3 separate regions of the Sus scrofa genome follow, and all the other regions are linked to region 1. A link is a contact called in public promoter capture Hi-C data. All regions are on one chromosome and are shown on one strand. Each heading gives the region's core, a stretch centred on a gene start, on an enhancer-like site or on the middle of the called end of the contact. The rest is flanking DNA. Distances are from core to core; before and after follow the strand shown.

Region 1 (3,222 bases), core at 399-2,898:
AAATAACATCTGCCCAACAATAAAAAAAATGTAAATATGACCTTGGTCACAAATATGTCATTTAAATGCAACTTGTTTAATAAAATGACAAAGGAAATTAGCAGAGAACCTGGGGATTCTTTCAGTACTATGAGCACGGGGAAAACTAGAAAAATGAACTAAGTATAGACAAAGCCCAATGGAACCCAGAGGTCTGGGCAAAAAATGACTTGGTGGTGAACACATTGCACAAGTAACATGAGAAAGCAGAAAATGCAGGTCATACACGCACCCCTGACCCAGACCAGCAGAGCTGGCTGCAGCATCAATATCCAAGGGAAAGACCAGTTATTCCCAAGAAGTGAGACAAGCAAAGAGCTCTATAGAATAAATTAGCATAGAAGGGGCTTTCCCAACAGTTAAACTTTCCCTGTCACGCGATTCACCTACTTAAAAACCAGGGCTTTTTCTCACCACCATTCACTTCGCATCCCTGGCTTCCACGCAGAGGGAAAGGCAATTAATAGAGGCTACATTTTTCTGCCTTTAAAGATATTCTCAAATGATCTCTCTCCACGCCCAAGACAGGGAAAACGACACAATCTGGCTCAACTCCAAGCTAGAACCCTACAAATTCAGTGGGGCCATTTCAGAGATACTGGGGCATACGCCACTGAGAGCCCAAGAATGTGAGGTGGGGGTGGCGAAGCCCAACGTCTTTAGTGTGGGAAAGGAAGCAATCATCTGCAATAGGGACCCTAGGACGAGAGGAAAAGCGTCCAGGAACATTCTTGGAGGGGGGAGATCGAGGGCCCCAGAGCGACCAGAGTTGTCACAAGGCCGCGCGAACGGGGGTGGGGGTGGGGTTTGGGGAGGGGAAAAAAAAGTGTGCTGTGTATTTTGAGGAGGGCGGCGAGAGGCCTATTCTCAAGTAAAAGGTAAACGTGGAGTAGGCAGTTCACAGGAAAAGGGGTGAAGAGGCGTGGGGGGAGGGGAAACGTCCTGACCCAGGAAAGACATGAAAAGGGTAGTGGGGTCGACTAGATTAAGGAGGGGGCCTCTCCGCCTGGGAAAGAGGGGTACAGTGGTGTGGGGGGGCGAGGGGGGATGGGAAGGGGCAGCATCCTCCTGCTGAGAGCCGGGGGAGGGCCAGGCCCACGTCCCGAGAGCAAGCGCGAGGAGACGGAGGAGGTGACCCTTCCCTCCCCCGGGGCCCGGTGGTGAGGGGAGGTCTCTCTTTTCTGTCGCACCCTTACCTTGTCCCAGGCCTGGGCCCGGGCTGCGGCGCACGGCACTCCCGGTAGGCAGCAGGACTCGAGTTAGGCCCAGCGCGGCGCCACGGCGTTTCCTGGCCGGGAATGGCCCGTGCCCGTGAGGTGGGGGTGGGGGGCAAAAAGGCGGAGCGAGCCAAAGGCGGTGAGGGGGAGGGCCAGGGAAGGAGGGGGGGGCCGGCACTACTGTGTTGGCGGACTGGCGGGACTGGGGCTGCGTGAGTCTCTGAGCGCAGGCGGGCGGCGGCCGCCCCTCCCCCGGCGGCGGCGGCGGCGGCGGCGGCGGCGGCAGCAGCTCACTCAGCCCGCTGCCCGAGCGGAAACGCCACTGACCGCACGGGGATTCCCAGCGCCGGCGCCAGGGGCACCCGGGACACGCCCCCTCCCGCCGCGCCATTGGCCCCTCCGCCCACCGTCTCGCACCCATTGGCCAGCTCCCCGCCAATCAGCGGAAGCCGCCGGGGCCGCCTAGAGAAGAGGCTGTGCTCTGGGGCTCCGGCTCCTCAGAGAGCCTCGGCTAGGTAGGGGAGCGGGACTCTGGTTTGGGGGAGGGCCGGCGGTTTGGCGGGGGATGGGTGCTTGAGGTGGTCTGACCGGTAGCGGGGGTCGCCTTCCCTAGCGGGAAGTCGGGAGCATATCGTTTGTTACGCTGGAAGGGGAAGAGGTGGTGAGAGGCAGGCGGGAGTGCGGCCCGCCCTGCGGCAACCGGAGGGGGAGGGAGAAGGGAGCGGAAAAGCCTGGAATACGGACGGAGCCATTGCTCCCGCAGAGGGAGGAGCGCTTCCTGCTCTTCTCTTGTCACTGATTGGCCGCTTCTCCTCCCGCCGTGTGTGAAAACACAAATGGCGTGTTTTGGTTGGAGTAAAGCTCCTGTCAGTTACAGCCTCGGGAGTGCGCAGCCTCCCAGGAACTCTCGCATTGCCCCCTGGGTGGGTAGGTAGGTGGGGTGGAGAGAGCTGCACAGGCGGGCGCTGTCGGCCTCCTGCGGGGGGAGGGGAGGGTCAGTGAAAGTGGCTCCCGCGCGGGCGTCCTGCCACCCTCCCCTCCGGGGGAGTCGGTTTACCCGCCGCCTGCTCGGCTTTGGTATCTGATTGGCTGCTGAAGTCCTGGGAACGGCCCCTTGTTATTGGCTTGGGTCCCAAATGAGCGAAACCACTACGCGAGTCGGCAGGGAGGCGGTCTTTGGTACGGCCCTCCCCGAGGCCAGCGCCGCAGTGTCTGGCCCCTCGCCCCTGCGCAACGTGGCAGGAAGCGCGCGCAGGAGGCGGGGGCGGGCTGCCGGGCCGAGGCTTCTGGGTGGTGGTGACTGCGGCTCCGCCCTGGGCGTCCGCCGCCTGAAGGACGAGACTAGCTCTCTACCTGCTCTCGGACCCGTGGGGGTGGGGGGTGGAGGAAGGAGTGGGGGGTCGGTCCTGCTGGCTTGTGGGTGGGAGGCGCATGTTCTCCAAAAACCCGCGCGAGCTGCAATCCTGAGGGAGCTGCAGTGGAGGAGGCGGAGAGAAGGCCGCACCCTTCTCCGCAGGGGGAGGGGAGTGCCGCAATACCTTTATGGGAGTTCTCTGCTGCCTCCTTTTCCTAAGGACCGCCCTGGGCCTAGAAAAATCCCTCCCTCCCCCGCGATCTCGTCATCGCCTCCATGTCAGTTTGCTCCTTCTCGATTATGGGCGGGATTCTTTTGCCCTGGCTTAACCTGATTCTTGGGCGTTGTCCTGCAGGGGATTGAGCAGGTGTACGAGGACGAGCCCAATTTCTCTATATTCCCACAGTCTTGAGTTTGTGTCACAAAATAATTATAGTGGGGTGGAGATGGGAAATGAGTCCAGGCAACACCTAAGCCTGATTTTATGCATTGAGACTGCGTGTTATTACTAAAGATCTTTGTGTCGCAATTTCCTGATGAAGGGAGATAGGTTAAAAAGCACGGATCTACTGAGTTTTACAGTCATCCCATTTGTAGACTTTTGCTACACCA
Region 2 (3,222 bases), core at 539-3,038, 570 kb before region 1:
AACAAATAAATTTTGGAGAAGGATGCAAAATCCACAAAATTTCCTAGAAAAAATAGGAGACTACAGAAATGTTGATGCCTGGCACAACTGTGCTCTTCCTCATTTGATATTAAGGGAACTTTGATGTAAAAGTTTAAAGAGCATTACTAAGTACACCACCCTCAAGGAAAAAAAGATCCATGGAGATCCTGCAAGGGGAGTTCCCGTAGTGGCTCAGCAGAAACAAATCAGACCTGGAGTTCCCGGTTGTGGTGCAGTGGTTAATGAATCCGACTGGGAACCACGAGGTTGCAGGTTCGATCCCTGGCCTCGCTCAGTGGGTTAAGAATCCAGTGTTGCCGGGACCTGTGGTGTAGGTTGCAGAGGCAGCTCAGATCCCGAATTGCTGTGGGTGTGGTGCAGGCAGGTGGCTACAGCTCCAATTGGACCCCCAGCCTGAGAACCTCCATATGCCTCGGGTGCGACCCTAAAAAGACCAAAAAAAAAAAAAAAAAAAAAAATCTTGCAAGGAAGGTAGTGAAAATTAAGCAAGTATTAACTTCTCTTCTTGAAAGCCAAGGAAGATGACTGCCTCCTTGGGCAGTAAAGCCTAGATATCCCCCACCTGGGTTACTAGGACAGTTTCTTAACCTTTACCAGTAGTCTTTCCCCTCCAAACCACTTTGCCACCTGGTAAGCTTTTCAGTGTTATGTCTGGCAACGCCATTCCCTGCTTAAAACTTTCAATGGCCCCATTTCTCAGGGATAAAGTAAACTTTCAGGCTTCCTCTCCCACCATTCCATACCCTCTCCTCTCCCCAAGACCCCAGGTGGTAGGTTCACTCTGCCTATTACTCTCACCTCCTAACCCGGTTGGTTAGATCCCATTCAAACCCTGCAGAATTCTCTTTCTTCTCCGAAAGCGCACACCCCTCCCTTTCTCTGAGCTGGTGCCCCGCCGAACTCTGCTCCAACCACAACACTTAGGACACTGGCTAGTTCTTATCTATTTATGCATTTGTCTCGTCTACTGCACTGGACCATGTACTTCATGAACGCAGGGATCTGAGGCGGAGCTGGCCCACTGGGCACATCAGAGGATATGAGATTCTCCCCTTCACATACAGAACAAATGGGCGTCAGGGATGGAATACACATGTGGCCATCATCAAATGCAAATTATTCAGTTTTAGAACAATGGGCTGTCACGTACTGGCAGCGTCAACCTCTCTGGGGCCTCAGTTACTCAAGGGTAAAATGGGAATACTAACGACAATAGCATCTGCCTTCCCGGATCGGGAGGGGACTCGGTGAGACGTGCCACCGTTGGTTGCCGTTGTTATCAGGCCTGGAGCACTGGGCGCAGCTCAGCACGGGCGACGGCAGGCGCTCGCTGCCCACGGGGACAAAGCGGCGGCGCGGCCCGGCGCGACAGGACGACCCCGGCCAACCTACCTCGGTAACTGTGGATGCGGCGGCCCGTGCCGGGGGGGAGCGTCGGGTAGGGCTGCGGCTCGCCGTCGAAGTTGAGCCACACGGGCAGCACGACGCGCGGGCTGCGGTTGCAGAAGATGACCTGGGACGGCTCCCGCGAATTCACCGAGCGCAGCACAGGCCGGGACCGCCCGGCCTCCATCTCCTTGGCGCCCAGCTCTTTGGAGTCAGACTCTTCCGTGCCAGACTCGGCGCCCGCCTCCTCCGCGCCGGCCCGGGCCTCTTCCGCGTTCCCCGCCTTCCCAGCCTTCCGGGGCATTACGTCGGACAGCCTGGACTACCCGGGCCTCGCCGGGCGGGGCGGGGGCGGGGCGTGCGTGCGCGTCCCCGGGCCTGCGCGCTGTTTTCGCGCGCGCTCGATGGAGAGGGTGGGCTACACCCCCTAAGATGGCTGGTTTGAGGCTGCGCGCATGCGCAGGTGCATCCTCTAAGCAGGGGCCGAGACCTTGCTGAGGCCGAGGCTATCACTGGCTATCCGGATGCCCGGTTTCCCGTATAAGTTGGATTCATGTGCGACCCATACGTTTTTGGCACAGCGTTCTTTAGCTCCATTCATTCTCTTAAGACCTTCGTGGTTTTTGTTATATCCTGCCCAACATCTGCGCTGTTTAATAATTTTCTCATTGATCATTTTTCTCTTTTGTCTCCATTTTGGGTCACAAAATTCGAATTTTGCACAGAAAAGTAGAATAAAGTGAAAATTTAGCTATCATCCCACTTCCCCCAGCCGCCTAGAGGTCCCTGGAGGCAACAAATATCATCAGTTTTTTTGTTCTTCCCTTCCAAGTTGTTCTACACATACGCAAGCAATTAAACATGTTTAGGAATTTTTTTTTTTTTTTTTTTTCGCCACCTGGGCATGCAGTTCCTGGGCCAGAGATCAGATCTGAGCTGCAATTGCGACCTATACTGCGGGTGCAGCGACGCTGGATCCTTTAACCCACAAACCTGTGTCCTGGCGCTTCAGAGATGCTGCCAATCCTGTTAGGTCACAGTGGGAACTTCAAAAAGGAATTTAATATCACTACAGTCAATGGAAATTCATTTACTATAGAAGGGTACAGTGGAACTAATCTCAAAACAAGTTACCGGGTTTTATCTATTAAACAAACGTAAAGGCGCTGAGCCTGCACTCTTCTTAAACAGCCAGGCGTTAGATGTTAGATACTGAGTGTTTAGTTGTTAAGTCAATTTTTTTCTGGACATAATTAGAAAGATTAAAGGAAACTGAAAAGGGAATCATTTTCATAGTTCAGTCTCTGCACTCTGTAATTCGTACCCACCTGGGTTCTCATTCCAGGTTTAGCTTCAAGTATGTGATCTTATTGCAGAAACCCTGGCAGCGGAAGGAGACAAAGGGCACTTGGAGATGCAGACAAAAGAAGGGTTTATTCAGCCCCTGTGCAGGCTCAGAGGAGCTCAGGCTCCAGAGTCTGAGCACCAGGTCTTTGGTCTCAGCAGCTTTTATACAATACAGCGTCTTGTTCTTTCCATGTAAGCAGCCAGGGACCTCCCCTTTCCCCTAGCAGACAGTGTTCCTGCCTAAGAAACTGAGCAAGCAAGGTTGCAGAAGCAAAACTGATAAGCAATGCTTGGATCACTCACTATTAGCAGGGCTGCTAGCTTGGACATAGGGCATGAAGTTGCTACAGAATTACAAGAAGGATGGTATGAGGCCAGCATAGGTGAAAAGGCAGGGGTGTGTGTGGGGGGTGTCCCTTACTTAAAACTCTTACTTCAATCTTGGGC
Region 3 (3,222 bases), core at 260-2,759, 560 kb before region 1:
ATCGGAGCTGTAGCTGCTGGCCTACACCACAGCCAGAGGAATGCAGAATCCCAGCCACCTCTGCACCCTACACTACAGCTCCTGCAACACAGATCTTTAAATTACTGAGTGTGGCCAAGAATCAAACACAGGTCCTCATGGATACTAGTCAGGTTTGTTACTGCCGAGCAACAAGGGGAATTCCTATATGTAAATATATTAAATCAGAAACAATGTTCTGCTTTGCTCTGATGTCATTATTTCATCTTCAAAATAGAAATCACTTAATTGTAGGAAATGGTTCTTATTCTGTCTTCCCCACAGAGACTGAGAAAGAGCCTTGTACTCAGATCTAGTTTGTCTTGCTGATGCTTTTGGACAAATCTCTTGCTGTCACCTTTATACACTCCTTTGGACTTCTCTTAGCAAGAAAATAATTCCTTTTTAAGTCTTTTTAAATTTATCAGTTTCCCCTACTTAATCGCTTAATGTTGCTGAATTAGTGGGCCAGAAGCACAACTGGAAAAAGATCACTAGATGTCATCCCCACACCTTGTGATGACATAAAAAGTTTACCCAGTGCCCGGTTCTTTCAAAGTAACACTCGGAGAACAAGAGTCAGGAGTCTCTGCTGCAGGGTGTAGCACAAGGATAGGAAACAACGCGGAAGGAACTTTAAGACTGTCACGGACAGGTCATGCCAAGGAAAGATTTTGCTAGAAGCAGACAACACCCACTGTGGTCTAGATACTAGCGATGCAGAGATGTCCCTGGCCGGACGCGATGTGGGCCCTCCTCCGCTCTCATCTACCACTCTGCACAGCACACGCCGAGACAGGAAAGGACCGACAGGAGGGGCGACTAACAGGCTCGACGCTAAAGGGCTTCTGGACAGCGCTCTCTGAGCACCAAGTGACGACTGAAACGAAGCACAAAAGAAGGGAGACGCCTGAAGAGAAGGAAAGATTCAGGCGATGGATGGGGCTGTCTGACACGTCCGGGAAAGGAACGGACTTGTTACTGGATGCGGGGGGAAGGCAATGAAGCCGATGAGCTCAGCGTGGGGCAGGATAACCCCACAGGGAATGATCAGTGGAGGCCGGGGGTCAGAGCGAGAGGGGAAAAGTGCGGCCTGAAGGCGGAAGCAAACACCAGCAGGAGCCCACGGCTCCCAGAACCCGCGTCAAAGCTTCTCAGCGCCCTCCCTAGGCGGGCCCCCCTCCTCCCTGCCTCCCCCTGCTCGCCCGCTGACCAAACGAGTTGAGAAAGTCTGCGATTTTCTTGATGCTGCTGGTGATGACTTCAATGTACTCCCGGTTCGCCCAATCCTGGTGAATCTCCCGCTGCACGGGATCCTCTTGGCCTGCCATGGCTGCAGCTGAAGGAAGCGCGACTGCGCACGCGCCTCGACCCTCCAGGCCTCCAGTGCGCCGACGCAGCCAGCCCACGCCCATGCTCGGTTGGCCACAAATCCACAGGCTTCGTGATGCGCCTGCGCATTGTCAAGTCCCCGCCAGCGTCTTCGCTCTTCTCCCACACCCCGGAAAACGGTGGCCGCAAAACCGGCTTGGAGAATGGAGTGCGCACGCACTCAGAGCCCCCCCCGTCCCCCCTCAGTCACTGGCAGTTTTGGTCGTTAGGGGGCGCGTGAGCCCGCATCAACCCTAACTTCAGGCGCTCCAAACTGAGATCTCTGACCACAATAAGCTGGGCAATGCCAATTAAACCACAGAAAACACAAGTCATTTCAAAAATGCCTTTTAACAACACATGATGCCCACCTTGCATTTATCAAATGAACAAAAGGTTATTTTTTTAAACTATAATACTTAGAGATGAAGAGGCTGGCTGAAGGGAAATGGGAAAATTAGTAAATAGCTGGTCATACTGTAAGCTGGCAAGATCTATTCAGAAGGAAATTTAATAAAGTCATTGGTGGAGTTCCCGTTGTGGCTCAGCCGTAAGGAACATGACTAGTATCCATGACGTGGATTCCATCCCTGGCACTAGCTCAGTGGGTTAGATAGAGCTGCAGAGTCTTTGATCTGATGGCTGTGGTCCAGGCTGGCAGCTTACAGCTTTGATTCGACCCCTAGCCTGGGAAGTCCACATGCCTTGGGATGCGGCCCAAAAAAGACAAAAAAGAAGAGCTCATTGGAAAAGAGAAAACACTTTGAGCACAATGTTCTTAAAGGCATCATTCATTTAAAAAAACAAATCTCAACTGTTGGGGAATGGCTAAATATCAGTATAGTCACTTAGAGCAATATTATGAGGTCATTTAAATGTCAATTATGGCAACAGAACACACATGCTAAAGTGAAGAAGAAAACAAAATACAAAATTTTTTCTTTTCTTTTTTTTTGGTGGGGGAGCCCGCACCCCTGGCATATGGAGGTTTCCAGACTAGGGGGTCTAATCAGAGCTGTAGCTGCCAGCCTATGCCACAGCAATGCCAGATCAAAGCAGCGTCTGCAAACCTACACCACAGCTCACGGCAACAATGGATCCTTGACCCGGTGAGCAAGGCCAGGGATCTAACCCGAAACTTCATGGTTCCTAGTCGGATTCGTTTCTAATGTGCCACGATGGGAATTCCTTTTTCTTTTTCTTTTTTAACAATTTTAAAAAATATTTTGTCTTTATTTATTTAGTCTTTCTGCCATTTCTTGGGTCGCTCCCACGGCATATGGAGGTTCACGAGGCTAGCGGTCGAATCCGAGCTGTAGCTGCCAGCCTACGCCAGTGCCACAGCAACATGGGATCCGAGCGGCGTCTGCAACCTACACCACAGCTCACAGCAACACCGGATTGTTAACCCACTGAGCGAGGCCAAGAACCGAAGCCGCAACCTCATGGTTCCTAGTCGGATTCGTTAACCACTGCGCCACGATGGGAACTGTCTTTATTTTATATAATGATATTTTTTCCATTATAGCTGGTTTACAGAGTTCTGTCATTTTTTCTACTGTACAGCATGATGAACCATTGTCTAACAATTTTTAATCATATAATTTTGCTTTGCAGACTTTCATTAAAAAAAACTCAACTGCACAATAAAAACTTTTGTCTCTGATTCAAGAGAAAATAAAGGAGTTCCCATTGTGGCTCAGCAGTAACAAACCCGACTAGTATCCATAAGGATACAGGTTTGATTCCTGTCCTCGCTCAGTGGGTGAAATATCCAGCATTGCCATGAGCTGTGGTGTAGGTCTCAGACACAGCTTGGATCCTGCATTGCTG

The links. Promoter capture Hi-C pulls out the DNA fragments that hold promoters and counts their contacts.
Region 2: a promoter capture Hi-C map of fetal liver shows a contact between it and region 1, with 4 times the contacts expected there. The contact joins the promoter of VHL here to the promoter of SRGAP3 in region 1. A contact is called at or near these places in 1 of 5 promoter capture datasets (fetal liver) and 2 of 2 datasets of contacts at active chromatin or transcription factors (alveolar macrophages and skeletal muscle).
Region 3: a promoter capture Hi-C map of fetal liver shows a contact between it and region 1, with 3 times the contacts expected there. The contact joins the promoter of BRK1 here to the promoter of SRGAP3 in region 1. A contact is called at or near these places in 3 of 5 promoter capture datasets (fetal liver, fetal skeletal muscle and liver), 4 of 47 Hi-C or Micro-C datasets (heart right ventricle, liver and skeletal muscle) and 2 of 2 datasets of contacts at active chromatin or transcription factors (alveolar macrophages and skeletal muscle).

Annotation. Positions count from the first base shown.
Region 1 is chr13:65,758,318-65,761,539 of Sscrofa11.1, reverse strand. SRGAP3 (SLIT-ROBO Rho GTPase-activating protein 3) reads left to right here and starts at 1,648. Exons shown (of 25, transcript XM_021071097.1): 1 at 1,648-1,771. SETD5 (SET domain-containing protein 5) reads right to left here and starts at 1,567. Exons shown (of 25, transcript XM_013981946.2): 1 at 1,236-1,567.
Region 2 is chr13:66,333,101-66,336,322 of Sscrofa11.1, reverse strand. It overlaps VHL (von Hippel-Lindau disease tumor suppressor), which reads right to left and starts at 1,788. Exons shown (of 3, transcript XM_003483214.4): 1 at 1,435-1,788. The coding sequence starts at 1,732.
Region 3 is chr13:66,313,725-66,316,946 of Sscrofa11.1, reverse strand. BRK1 (protein BRICK1) reads right to left here and starts at 1,509. Exons shown (of 3, transcript XM_003132361.5): 1 at 1,232-1,509. The coding sequence starts at 1,433.